Linked DNA regions of Zea mays: region 1 is linked to region 2. The links are chromatin contacts, called in public Hi-C maps. All regions are on one chromosome and are shown on one strand. The core of a region is the stretch at or near the end of the contact, and the rest is flanking DNA. Distances in the headings are between cores, read along the strand shown.

Region 1 (4,654 bases), core at 1,669-4,168, 290 kb before region 2:
ATGAAACCAGTTTATTTTCCCTTGCGGGCCGTTTGAATCCCTTCATTTTAAAGGAATTGAAATTCATTCAATAAAGTAACATATTTAGCTCGAAATTTGATATTCCACCATTTTCTAAAGTCCAGATATAAGGTTACCTCGAATTCATGGGGTGGAGGATTGAAAATGATTTTATGTATTAGTAGAATTTGTTTGTACTCTGTAAATTACATGACCCTATTCGTCTCACTCCTCTATACTAAAAATATAGCACATAAATATCTCCGACATCTTAATAATAATAGTATACAAATATATTTTACATAAAACCGAATTAGCTTAATTGATATATACCTAAATTACTGTTATTAGAATGGAATTCAATTCCAATGATCCAAACGGGGTGTTAGAAAAATTGAGTTGTCAAACTAGCCCTAAGTGTCAAAATCGTTGTGCATCCTCCCTCCCTATGTGCCTCCTCTGCAGCGCCTCGACCATGCGCCTTATAGAGGGAAGGTGCTGGCCAATACAACTCATCTGCTTTTGTGTTATAGGAAAGACATTTCTTATATACCAAGGATATACATTGTAAATATATATATCTTAATATAATCGTATCAGGCTGGATCGGCACTTGCGGGCTAGTCCAACATGGGCCTATTTCAAATAGTGTCGTATCAGGTCGTAACAATATTAAATGGATCAGCTGTGTCTAAATAACTATCACATTTAATCAAGGTCTACCTATATGATATATAGAAACGGTAACCATACACGAGCACCTACCTAGTAAATAATAAAATGTAAACATTGTGAACTTAATAGGAAAATTGAATATATGCAAGACCAACACACCGCGGAATACCAGGTATGCATGTTTGCCCGCCTTTAGTTAGACTTTTGTGTCAACAACTCCAACTCTGGTTTTGGCTCTTGTGTGAAAATAGCTATGTTCTTGTTTTCACAAAAAGTTTCGGGATGAGCACCCTATTTAGTACGAAATGCAGCACCTTCAGCCAACATGGAACCCATGAGAGAGGGGAGGAATGGAGGATGGGAGGGAGCCTTAGAAGCCTCTTTTCGAGCCCCCGACTTTGCTCGTTTCTTGGAAGCAGCTCCTTGCTATTTTCAACGAGAAGCTAGCGGAATAGCCCCCGTTTCATAGATTTTTTAAGGAGTTGTTGGAGGAGCCTTTGAAAGAGCCTTATCAAGGAGGCTTATGCTATCTCCAGCAAACTACGTACTTCAATCAGTATTTCAAACTTTACTATGTAAACATTGTCGTCTGCAGTACAGAACAGTCTATTGGAGTTGGCCTTAGGCTGTGGCTAGCGAACCGTGTATATGACCGTATAAAACATTGTTTTGCATTACAAATTATACTGTTTACGAAGTAAAGTTTGAAATAGAAGGTAGAATAGGTAACGCTGCTGGAGATAGCCTAATAGTAGTAATCATGCATGGTGCGTACTCGGCCTATCCCATAGAGAGTGTCACTCTTGTTTTTCATACAAATTAAATATTTTTAACTTTAACTAAATATGTATGATGCTAATATATATTTTTGTAACACTAGTCAAATTTGATGTGCTATAATCCTAAATGTTGTTAGTGAAAACGCACTGTAGCACTTTGAATCCGGGCTAGAAGCTAATAGTAAGGTCGTATAAACAAAACGGACTAGCACTTAATAAGTAAAGCAAAATTGTGACGAAAAGCTCAACTTTCTTTTTGGTTTCCGGCTTTAGCAAAAGCAGCAGGAGATATAGCAAGAGGGGAAGCGACAAGCGCAGGTGCGTGCGGCAGAGTGTCTGTGCTGCTACGGGCGCACTGCAGCACGGCACAGCATCTGTCTGAGTGTTTCGTTCGCTCATCAATTCAAGAGAGAGAGAGAGAGAGAGCATCTGTGTACGTGACTGGGGGGTGGATGATGAGACTAGTCAAATCAAATATAACGAGCAAGCTAGCACCTTTAGCACTGGAGACGTTGTCAGGCTGCTGCGTTGTCGTCGCCGTGGCCGGGGCCTGCTGCTGCGCTCTCCACCACCCGGCGAGCCTGAGGCTGCCGCGGGGCCCCGTCGCGCCCGCGCCTCCTCCTCCTCCTGCTGCTGCTGCTTTGCCACGGATACGGATGCGGATACGGCATGGACCTGATTGACGAGCTGCAGCTGCAGGCAAGTGAAAGCAGAAAAGCAAAAGCAGCGGTGAGGAACTCGACCATCAGGACACACAACAAAGCAAGAGCTAGCACTAGCAGCAGCAGCGCCTGACTGCCTGCCTGCCTCTCTCCATCTTGCTTATGTTTGTTTCTTTGTCTGATTGCCCATCTGCCTGTGTGTGTGGCTACCCTAAGACGACGACGACGACTTGCTTGTCCGAACCCAAAAATACAATTTTTCATCTTGCTTACACGTTTGTTTCTTTGTCTGATTGCCCACCGGCCGTGTAGCGCCGAGGACAATGCGAAATTTGGAAGTAGCTTGTAGTAGTAGGCATGCAGGCAGACGACAAGGGCAAGGGCCTGGCGCGGCGCCATATACGTACTATACATAGATAGATAGGCATCATGGAACCTCGGCTGGCCGGCGCCGCGGAGGTAGCAGCTGCTGACGACGGTGTACACGTACCTTCGACGATGCGAGGAGGGAACAACGGCGAGGACGACGGTGCGGCCGCCGGCGAGAGGAGCTTCATGCCGCCGCCGCCGCCGCCGCGCGATCGTAATAATTGCAAATCGCAATGCAGGCACGTACGCACGCGCGCGAGACGGCAAGGACGAGACGTTCGCGCGAGGCCAAAACGCCGCCGCTAATCTAGGGCAAAACAGAACAGAAGAGAGCAAAACAAGACGCGCGCGCTGGCTATTAATAGGCGGAGCAAGTATGGCTGCTACTAATCATTTCCTTCTTCGACGCGTGCGTTGTTGGTGGGAAGGAGAGAGAGACGACGATACTATGTGTGTGAGCAGCTATAGCGTAGCGTGTGTATATATATATAGGACGAGACACACAAGTCTGAGAGAAGTGAGTGAGGGACTAGTAGCTGGGAGCAGAGTAGAGAGGCAGGCCCGAATGATTCCCGCGCGGGGACGCACCGGCTAGTGGACAAAAAACCACCAGCGTTTCGCTAATCCTTCTCGCGGCGTGCGTGCGTTGGTGCGTGAGTATACTGTATACATAACCAACCAAACTATTAAGTTTGTGATCCAAATTCTGAATATAGAGACAATATTAGCGAGCAGAGTGGATACCCATCGTCCAAAAACTTAGGTATATATTAATGAACCTAATTAGAATTTATCGCACGTCGTCTTTTTACTTCTCTTGTAAGCCGCCGTCTACGAACGACGTTACATAAACACTTCACATCAACTGGCTGGTGCTCATAATTTTTCCTTTCTCATTGAAAGGTTTTTAAGTAAATTTATGTGTCGTGCTTCCAGATTTGTTAGTTGATCTATTTTGTTTTTTATGCTGTTTCTGCTAACACAAAGTAGCTTTGTACGTGATTTGCGAACGGACGGGTGGCTGGAGACGGACATTCGTCGCCCCGTCGCAACAAGATGCCCTCTATAATCTGTCCACAGCCGATAAATATTTATATACACGTAAGCGTAGTACGTACGTGCCTAGAACTGGTGTTTTCCTTTTTGTTTCAGGGAAGATGCCTGGCAACTAGTCCGTGCAGTGGGACGGCAACCCGGGAAAAAAAAATCTCGTTTGTCGAATAGTTAAAGTTTTTCTTTTTGTTTTTTTTTACTGAATGGACGTATCTTAAGATACTTTTTTTATAGTAAATTTAACTAAACATCTAAATGTTGACAATATCTTTAACAAGTTCAGTTAAATTTAAGATTTTTTAGACTTACCGACGTGAAGCGAGATTTACGACCTCGTTTTCATTTGGGGGGATGGAGAATCTCGAGTTCTCGACAGACTGTGTAAGGCCGTTGGTCATCGGTTGCTTTTGATGGAAAGAAAAAATAAAGGCGAGAGCTGCATGCAGCAGAGCAGAAACACGGACACACGCCGTTCCCGTGAACGCATTTATTTTTAGCTTTAGCAAGATACGGCATGGACCTGATTGAAACAGAACCAGTTGCCAAAGCGGTAAAGGCTGGAGACCACAGGAGCCGCTGTCGACCGAATTGAAGCGCGAGATGCAACACCCTACTCCTACAGCTACTGTGAGGCACAGACGTTATTTTTTTAAAAGAATTCTAGGGCTCACCCGCAAAATATAAACAGTCTCAACCCCAAACACATTCAAGCTATACTCCTTAGGCCATGTTCGGTTGGGTCTAAACGACGGGGATCGTTGTATGATCCATAGGTATCATTGCCGCTGTGAATCTAATACCAGCCCGTGATCAAATGGTTGTTCATTTAGCCCACATGTGTTTGCAAACTACGCTCAATCCAAACGAAAACCACCAATCCCGGCCTAGAATCGATCCAGAAAAAAATAGCTGTGGAACTTCACCCTAGACACGCATGGGTGTGAAAGCGACGACGGCAGCGCGATTCACAACGGCAATGCGTCCCTTCCACCACCGATCGCCGCCATCTTCGTCAGCCACCTTTTCTCCTGTGAGTCATCCTTCCCTATCTTTCCTTCTCTCCCATGTCTGTGCGCCTCTCTCCCCTTTCTCCACCGCCTGTTCCACTCCCTCGTC
Region 2 (4,131 bases), core at 704-3,203:
AGCAGCACCCAGTAGCTCCACCCTTCGAACTTCTCCCGTCGCTGGTGCTGCCAACACCCCTTGCCAGGTCCGGCGCAGGCCCCTGCTCGGCTGGACCCGCCCCGTCGCCCTCCCCCTTCATCGCCGCCATCGTTGGTTCCGTCGCTGCCGCGGCCTTCCCGACCGGATCCACGTTGTTGCTGTCTTCTCGGCTAGATCCACCATCCCTTTGGTCGGATCGCCGTCTTCATGGCTGGATTCGTCGCTGCCGTGGCCTTCCCGACCGGATCCACGTTGTTGCTGTCTTCTCGGCTAGATCCACCATCCCTTTGGTCGGATCGCCGTCTTCATGGCTGGATTCATCGCTGCCGTGGCCTTCCCGGCCGGATCCACCGATACCCCTTCTACTCTGCAGCGGGCGCGGACACCCTGACCGGTGCAGACGCGTGCGCTGTCGTCGGCCTCCCTGGCGGGGCTCCTTGACGCCTGGACGATCGAAGAAGCAGGAAGGTCGGCCTGCTGGTGCCCTTTTGTTGTGTCGCCCTGCCGATCGTTGACGCTCGAACGTCGACCCCTCCCGAAGATCAGGCTTTTGCTGCGCGTCTTCCGACCGCGACCACCTCGACTTCGGCTACCTCGGCATCTAGTGGCTATCGTCTTCTTGGAGCACACAACGGTCTCTACTCCAGCCGCAACATTCGCACCATCACGACACTGCGACTGCGGGGGGATTTCAACCCGTCGGCTCTTACCTTCGGCCTCTACTCCAGTCTCATCGTGTGTGGTGCCCCCGTTGCGATTGCGGGTGGATATTAGACTGTGTGTGTGAGTGTGTGGGTCGGCACCACTGTTGGGTTGCCGGCCCATTAGGGCTGATTTGGTGACCCGGGATCCCGGGAGGATTGGAGAGGATTGAGAGGGAAATTAGTTTATTTCCCCCTCAATCCCCTCCAATCCTCTAAGGATCCTCTTGTCACCAAATCAACCCTTAGAGTTAAGGTTTCCTGTGTCTCTATATATTGTAGTTCACCTCTATGCAATACAATGACTTCACTCTTCTACAACCCCAACAAGAGGCTACCTAACAGGGACGGACGAATGGACCGACTCGTGTTCATCTCAGTTGTGGTTTCAGGATCGGATGCCAGCAGAAAATGACTGGCACGTTCAGATGCCATGCCACCTCGCGAGGACCGAAAACTGAATATGACCCGCACGTACAATACACACACATGGATACGGTTGCTGCAGCGAGGAAAAGGGCTTCTGTTCGCTTGCCTTGCCTTTGAGCCTGTGAGCCTCTCTCTCCAAAGCGGTCGGTTCGGTTCTGCTCTGTCCGTTGCGACACGCACAACCTGTGCGTTGTGGAGTGGGTCGCCAACGGCAACGGACTCCGACTCCGCGTGCTACTGAACGTACTGTACTACTACCCGTAGTCCTCCTCTTTCAGTTTTTTTGTTATTTCCCCGTGCCTTATCTTTACACATTATGTAAACCCTACCTAAAATAGGAATTCTAGGGCACTAATTATTCAAGATATAATACTAGGGTTATTTTAAATTTGTGCTTTGTTAAAGACTCATGATCCTCTCTAATGGAAATAAGAGTTATTAATCATTGAATGATTTTCTCTTTATTAAGTTCATATGTGACAAAGCCTTCTACTATTTAGAGGAATAAAATAGAATAAAAAATGAATACATGATTTGCATCCTTCTGGATTTCTGTTCTGTGCATATTTGAGTTTACCACTCTTGCCTAAAGTTGGATTTGAAATATGAAAGAATAAAGGAAAAAAGAAGAGAAAAAGAAGAGAAGAGAAAAAGAAAAGAAAAAGAAAAAAGCACCATGGGCCCATTCTAACCGGCTTGGCCCAATCTGCTTGCGGCCCAGTCAGGTAAATAGCGCCGACAGGTAGGCCACTGGCGCCAGCCGTTTCCCTCAGCGCCGCCCGGTGGGACCCGCGCATCAGACTCACGTTGCACGCTGAACCGACTTACCTGCGGGCCTAGCTGGCTAGCCAGTGATCGCGCCAGCTCCACCTTGTTACCGACAGGCGGGCCCAACTCGTCAGCTCCTCCCCCTCCACCGTAACAAAACCCGTGCATGGGTCGCACCTCCGGGTTGCTGCAACCACCGGCTCGCTTCGGCCGGGGAGTAGGGATGGACCTCCCTCAACCTAGGGGGTTAAATCTAGGGCCTTTGCGACCTTCCCCTTCTACTTCCCACGCGCTAAACCACCACGTCAGTCGCCGCCGTCGGGAGAGAGAGAGAGGCCGAAGCGAAGGGAGGCCGGGCCACCACTGTTCACACGGGGTCACGTCGCCGTTCCAACCTTAGGGTGGTTCCCACGAGCTTCGCAGGGCTTCGGCGGACGTGCTTGTGGCGGTGCCGGGTGGATTCAAGGTCGGAGACCCAGGAATTGCACTTCGACGTGCGTCCGACCTCATCGAGGCTAGCCCCAGCCACCGCTTGAACGCCGGTAAAACCACCTTCCCCTTGAAGCCGACGTCCAGGGTTCCGAGAATTAATAAAATAAAAATAGAAACCGATTATTTAGTATAAAAATAATCTCAAATATATTAGAAAATCAACAACTTCTCCATTTTAAATCCAAATTGATCCATTCCAGTTGTGTTAGCTCAGTGCTAAAGTTGTCTACACATTAACAACATCTACTTAGTGTTCTCGAAGATATATAAATATTTAGTAACCTTCTTTTATTATGTAGCATGTTGTCAAAAAAATCAAACACTTAAATTGTTTAGCCTATGTTTATCGAATTAACTGGTCCAAACACATAAACATTCAAAAAGTCTTATCTTTATAACTGTAACTCCGAATTTAGTGGTTCTCGAACCTACGATCTCATTACGATGTGTAGAACATTATTATGCAGTGTGTTCTCTTGTTTGGTGTGATGTTAATTTTTCCTGTGTAATGTTTATTTGTATTGTTTCGAGTAGACGAGCAAGTGATCGAGGAGCCCGGAGCACCACATGTTGAAGATAATGAGCAGGAGCTCGTTGAAGGCAAGTTGTGCCCTTGACCACTCTTCTTTACCCAATAATGTTCTCTATAATCAGTGTGACATGCTCAGGTTAAATTTGATGGGACCTAATAGGTTGCCCTAGTTTGTTACCTCACACCTTGCATACAAATGAATTATTGTGTAGTTTGGCTATGCTCTACTTGGTTTTTGGAAAGAAATACTTTATGGCACATGATCATGCTTTATTACTGCTAGATTATTATTGTTCATGATAAGATTATTGTGTTAACTGGAACGTGGAGAACCATCTGGGAAAACAGTGCTACCACAAGGATGGAATGGGACGCTCTTGGCCAAGTAATTAGGAAAGATAGGGAGAGACTACCTTACCCGAAAGGGTCACGCGGGGAGTGCGTCACTGCAGAGTATAAGGAGGTCCTCGGGTTGGACTGTCTATAAAGCTTTTCGGATGAGGGATTCCTATGCTTCCTTCTTCCTGAATCCGTAGCGAATTTTCTCGAACTAGTGGAACTTTGAAAAGGCCTCGTAGTGCTACCCTGCATCGTCTCCTCGGTAGAGATGAATGAGATTTCTAGACCCCTTGGCAGGTGAGTAACGCGGCTTTGTATGTAAAGATGCACAACCTTTACAGAGTGTAAAACTGGTATATCATTCGTGTTCACGATCATGAGCGGCTCGGACCCTCACATGAGTAACTTATGAAATTAAACCCATTCTGTCATATGCATTGCACTGTGGGTTTTATTATAATTGTGATCTCTTATTATATTGAGATTGTATACACATATACTTAGTAATGGCTAATAAAATTTGACCAACTTATTAAAAGCAATGCTAAGCTTTAACCATTATTTGTTGATCAACCTTACACTACGCATGAGCCTCCACCGTGAGTGAGCTCATGCAACATTATTCCTCACACTTGTTGAGCGATGAACTTTTGTGAGCTCACTCTTGCGATAATCCCCCACACACACAGGTGAAGAGCAGGTGCCACAAGAGGAGGAATACTACGACGAGGTCTAGGTGTCGTCTCCCAGTCAGCTTGATGGCGCCAAGGGAATAATATTAGTTTGTTTATTTATTATTAGTTATCTTGTAAGACATTTTCGTTATGTAATATAGTTTGTGACATTTGT

What was found. Hi-C and Micro-C count contacts between places; a contact is called where the count stands out from the background.
Region 1: a Hi-C map of tassel shows a contact between it and region 2, with 1.9 times the contacts expected there. The contact joins the promoter of an1 here to the enhancer-like site in region 2. A contact is called at or near these places in 3 of 25 Hi-C or Micro-C datasets (ear, endosperm and tassel).

What each region holds. Positions count from the first base shown.
Region 1 is chr1:246,893,776-246,898,429 of Zm-B73-REFERENCE-NAM-5.0, reverse strand. It overlaps an1 (CPP synthase), which reads right to left and starts at 2,918. Exons shown (of 13, transcript NM_001111859.3): 1 at 2,607-2,918; 2 at 1,950-2,147. The coding sequence starts at 2,673.
Region 2 is chr1:246,605,518-246,609,648 of Zm-B73-REFERENCE-NAM-5.0, reverse strand. No RefSeq gene overlaps it. Among protein-coding and RNA genes, the nearest start is that of LOC100283833, 25 kb to the right of the region's middle. Within about 2 kb of position 1,953, at least 18 of the 20 cell types and tissues checked have an H3K27ac peak or open chromatin away from gene starts, as enhancers often do. A contact at or near this core is called in ear, endosperm and tassel, where this site is marked.